Regions from separate parts of the Gossypium hirsutum genome. Here region 1 is linked to region 2. A link is a contact called in public Hi-C data. All regions are on one chromosome and are shown on one strand. Each heading gives the region's core, a stretch centred on a gene start, on an enhancer-like site or on the middle of the called end of the contact. The rest is flanking DNA. Distances are from core to core; before and after follow the strand shown.

What was found. A called contact is a pair of places that touch in the nucleus more often than the background predicts.
Region 1: a Hi-C map of leaf shows a contact between it and region 2, with 2.2 times the contacts expected there. The contact joins the promoter of LOC107962890 here to the promoter of LOC121211246 in region 2. A contact is called at or near these places in 2 of 34 Hi-C or Micro-C datasets (both in leaf).

What each region holds. Positions count from the first base shown.
Region 1 is chrA01:24,970,059-24,972,758 of Gossypium_hirsutum_v2.1, forward strand. It overlaps LOC107962890 (zinc-finger homeodomain protein 5), which reads right to left and starts at 1,428. Exons shown (of 2, transcript XM_016899442.2): 1 at 1,124-1,428; 2 at 1-1,007. The coding sequence starts at 747.
Region 2 is chrA01:24,110,048-24,112,747 of Gossypium_hirsutum_v2.1, forward strand. LOC121211246 reads right to left here and starts at 1,297. Exons shown (of 2, transcript XM_041083833.1): 1 at 832-1,297; 2 at 375-661. The coding sequence starts at 1,297. The coding sequence ends at 375. LOC107943868 (glucose-induced degradation protein 8 homolog) reads right to left here and starts at 1,410. Exons shown (of 10, transcript XM_041098102.1): 1 at 340-1,410.

The DNA.
Region 1 (2,700 bases), core at 178-2,677, 860 kb after region 2:
TTCATCTTCATCTTGTTTATTGATTCTCCACCCCAATTTCTCCGCTAATTCCAACATCTTATCCTTCTGTTCCTGCGTAAATTTCGTTCTAAATCTCTTCTTTGACAAAACATATGGGGGTGCTGCTGCCGCCATTCCCTCCGGATTAGACTGATACATGTTAAGATCCTCGCTTGAAGACTCGGTGCCACCGCCAACAAACGCTACATTCATTGGTGTAACCATTGCACTGGGTGGACTTGTATACTTTTGATGGTGATGGTGGTGGTGGTGCAGCATGGTTGGAGAGGGCAATGGTGGAGGCAACTGAAGAGGGTTAAGCATCAAGCTTCTCCTACCCCCGAATTGTTGGGTCTCTCCATCAACCTCTTTGCGGTGGAAGTTGCGGTGGCAGTCACAGGCTGCACATTTCAACGCTTCCAGTGTTCCTTCTTCTCCACTAGGCATGAACTCACCGCACCCATCGTAAACGTTTCCGCCGATGCTGGCAGCGTGGTTCTTCAGACACTCTCGATACCTAACGACACCCGCCAATGGCTTCGTGTTAGAACTGACTGAAATGGGTGCAACACTGGCGCCGGCGATTCGATCCGGGTTCGGAGATCTTCCAACATGGCCAAGTGACTGTTGCCTTTGGGGACGATGAACTTGGTCTAGGGTTTGAGTGCAAGTGAGAACCGCAGCACCATTATGATCCCCATCTCGCACTGGCGTTTTAATATCATGTTCTTCACCTCTAACTTCCATAGTTTAACAACTAATTATCGACTAAACACAAAATAAAGAGCCTAAAATGAAGCTCACTATTCAACTATTCACCTAACTCGGAAAACTTTGAAACGTTATCAAAAGAGATGACGGTGATGATGATGATGATGCAAGAAGCTTATCTAGGTTAGATATCTTATTGTTTTCCCTTTCCCCTATATTCCTCCCGATATTTAGCATTATCCAGCCAAAATCCATCGACCCATACCGCTAATTTCAACCGTTACAACATCTGTAAGCTGAGATAAAGAAGAAAGAGAGAGAGAAAGAGAGAGAGAGAGAGAGATGAAATCAATATCTTGAGAAAGAACAAACAAAAGACATTAAAGTTGAAATGGGACCAAAAGTCACAGACCTAAAAAAGAGATGACCAGCAAACGGCAGAAACTGCAAGTGGGCAGCAGCTTTTAAGGCTTTAAGACACCATGAAAGAAAAGAGATGGATCTGGGGTATGAGTTTTAGGGTTAAAGATCTGGATTTGCTTCTGTGCCCCCAACAAGCCAACTACATATCCAACAAGCGACAGCTTGGTTGCTTATGTTGAAGCCGAGGGAAAGATAAAAAAAAAATGAAAAAATTAAAAGAGTCAATGTTTAGAGACAAGAGAGAGAAAGAGAGAGTTTGGTTTGTGTTAAAAACAAAAACAGAAAGAGAGAGATTCTGACGAGATTAAAGGAGTCTTTCTCTGTACAAAACAACCGACAACGTCATGTTCATCCCTATCCCACGCCCTGCCACATTCGGGTCCCACTTACTCTTCATTATTGCCCTTCCGGTTTTAAAACAAAAATCTACGACTAATGTATATGCCCTATTTTTCTTTTTAAAATATGTATATATGTTTTTTATAGGTGGGTTTTACTTTAATTAATTTGTTGATTTTAGTTTTAATTTTATCTATTTTTAATTTATTTTTAATATAATGAATTGATTTTACATGTAATAAGTTGATATTTATGATTATTGGGACCTTAATTGTATTATAGTCGCTACACTTAAAAAAACCCAAAAATTTACTAATTCAACTTGTGTGGAAAAAAAATGATAAATTAAATAAAAATAAAAGTTAGTTGTATTAAAGTAGTTATAATTTGTGAATTAAAAAAAAACTTAAATTGAACAGAAATTAATTAATTAATATATTTGGGGTAAGGTCTACTTTCCTCCACTTCTAATAACTGGTGTTGGAATCAGATTAGTGTAATTTTAGAGTTAAAAAAGATTCCAAAATCTACCCACTTGAGCTACCTCCCTCAAATGAGCAAACAGATAGATAAAGTACAGTGACTCCCCTTGATGCGACATAACTTTGCTTCCTCCATAATCCTTCCCCGAAACCTCAACTTTTCTTAATAAAACAGGTTTCCAGAAACTAATAAACACTCCATTACAAGTTAAAAAAGAAAGATCTTTTAAACATGCTGGTAGGGGTGAAAAGTTAAAAAACTGTGGGGATGGTCCACAGGGAGAGTTGTTGTCCTGTTCGTGCTGAGCCCTGAGACTAGTGTGTGTATGAAAATATATGGATTTGAATGATCAAAAGAGCTTAAGGTGCGCATTTCTGCAAACTGTCTGGCAACGACCACGCTTGCCCCCAAGCAAGGTCTTTGCCTTTCCGTGATGCAATCGATGCCTTTTATTTGTCTCTCTGCACTTTTCCACGTTGTATTGCTTTGGTACTTGCTTCCTCACTGTTCATATTATTTTTATATATTTTGGGTGCAGTACAGCTTCAACCATTGGCTATTTCCAACTCCAGAATCCTTCCTTACCACTTTTATCATATTTTTGTTTTATCACCTCAGCTCCTTTACCACTCTGAAAATTTTCCCATTTGCTTCATACTTCATATCATCAATTTCCCAATTCAATCACTTCCCTGTTTCTATATCTACGTCTTCTCTTGTCACTGTCGATAATCCTAATCATCG
Region 2 (2,700 bases), core at 47-2,546:
GCTCAATCCAGGAAAAAGAAATGATTGAATTACAAAGCCCTTTACAAAATTCTGCTCGAAAAACTAACTACTACCCCTATTCAAGGAAACTAAACCTCATCGGCCATCAATACAGTCTAAGTATCCAAAAAGTAGCAGTAACATAAAGAATAAACCATATCCCAAAAACTATCTTCTGTGCAAATTAACCCTGTTAGTATAAACAATTCATTCAAGATTCTAACAACGACTAGTGAGAAACAAGCAAAATTTCATATAAAAATGATGCCTTCGTGTACAAAAAATTACACACAACAACATATTCACCAAAATTTAAACAAAGTTTGCTTTAAAATTTACTCAATTCTCTCGTCATGAAGAGGGAAACACGTCTTTCACAGCCGATGCTGCAGACAATTCGGCGCCCCTTTGAATGTACTCCCTACAAAGAATGAAAACGGAGTCGGAAATAGGTTCCTCCTCAAATCCTGCGCTTCCTTTAGCGGTTTTCCATTGAGACGATTCGATAACCGAATCACGTCTTTCGTGCAACTCTCCACTTCATCGGCTATTCCTTCTAAATCCTCGTCGCTGGAGGGAGTCTTCGAGCCAGTTGACTTCCGCGACAAGATATGGTTTCCTACGTAGGATGTTGGTGACGCGGAACCGTTCTTGGCCTTCACTGTTAGACATTATAACAGATACGTGAAAAATATCTATCTTCATTCAATTCTTTCTTTAGTCGTTTACATGCTATTTAATACACAGAGATAGCTGCTAACTAACCTTAACAGCTAACACCAAACTAACTACTTTTTAACTAACTTTAGTGTTACAAGTGATACTCATAACATTCACAAATGAGAAAGAAGCGGTCGTCGACGAGGCGTTCGTGCTTGAAAATCTCTCCGACGAAGCCGACGTCAAAGGTGCCACCGACGGGATCAGAGTAAATAACGCCAAAGGGGAGGTCGGTGTGGAGGAGCGTGTGCATCATAATGCGGTAACGGAACTCGAAGATCTGGAGGGGGAGAACAGCGCCGGGGAAGAGAACTAAGGGGAGAGGAAATAGAGGGATCTGTACGGATTCATCTGATTGGGGAGGATACGGGTGGCGTTTCTCCGGGAAAGAGGAAGCGAAGCATCGGAGGGAGCCGAGCCTATGGAACCTGGGGGATTGGAAGAGCGAAGAAGAGTTGGAAAATGGCTTGAAATTAGGGTTTAAAAGATAAGGACCGACAGCGTTGGGGCTTATCGAAGGTTGGTGAGTGAGCGAAGAAGAAGATGAATGGGATGGGATTAGCCGAGGGAGGGCCATTCACCAGAGATCAGAAGCTGTTCGAAGTATTGCGTACATGAAGATAAATAAATAACAATATTCTGAAAAATAGTACTACTCGCTAGTTAGAATTTTGAGAACAGATAAAAATTGATTTTTTTAATGATAAAAATAATTTAATTTAAATACAAAGTATATTATACGTTAAAATGGGCCGAATTTGAAAAAAGAAATTGGCCCTTTAAAAATATTTAAGGTTTTAGGTAGAGAATATTTAGAGAAATATATTAATTTTGGGAAGAAAAATAGAAAACGCATTTTTGTAAAGTTTGTTTTTTAATTTTTTGACACATTAAATTTTTTTAGTTAAATAGTTAAATATTAATAGTTTTGTCATTAAATATCGGATTTGGTTCCTCATTTGTTCTTTTTTTTTATTTCATGCTCTTGTTGTTTCAAGTTTTATTTTTTATTTTTAATTATAAAAATAATTATTTGATCTTTGCATAAAAGAGTTATTATTTAAAAAGACAATTAAACAACTGAAAATTAATATAATTATTAATTAAAAATAAAAAAATTAAAACAACATGAAATAAAAAATAAAATATGCTCAAAAGAGGAATTGAACTTAGGATTCAAAGATAAAATCACTATTAATTAACCATTTAACCAAATGAGCTAATTTATTAAAAATAGAAATTAAAAATAAAAGAAAAGCTTGAAAGAAATGAAATAAAAATAGAAATGTGAGTAGGAGAGAAATTAAACCTAAGATTTGAAGACAAACCCACTAACTTTTAACTATTTGACCAAAAGAGTTAATATGTCAAAAAGTTAGATAGTTAAATGTAAGTGATTTTAGTCTTTTGAGTCTCAGCTTCAATTTCTCTCCTACTCATATTTATATTTTTATTTCATGTTGTTTCAATTTTTTTATTTTTAATTAATGTTTTTAATTAATAAATATATTTGTTTTCAAGTTTTTTTTATTTTTAATTAATCACTCTTTTATTTATAAAATAAAATAATTATTGTCAATTATATAATAAAAATTATATTTACTAAAAATAATGATATTTGGTAATAATTATGTGATTTTATAAAAAAGTTATTAATTAAAAAGATAAATTGAAAATAAAAAACTTGAAAATAATATCTTTATTAATTAACAAAAAAGAGCTTGAAACAACATGAAATAAAAAAATATCAATGCGCTTAGAAGAGAAAGCGAACATGAGACTCAATGATAAAAACACTATTAATTAACTATTTAACCAAATGAGGTAATATGTTAAAAATAATAATTAAAAAAAAGTAAAACTTGAAACAACATGAAATAAAAATACAAAAATAAGAAGGAAAGGAATCAAACTCAAGACTCAAAGACAAAACCACCAACATTTAATCAAGTAACCAAAAGAGCTGATGTGCTAAAAAGT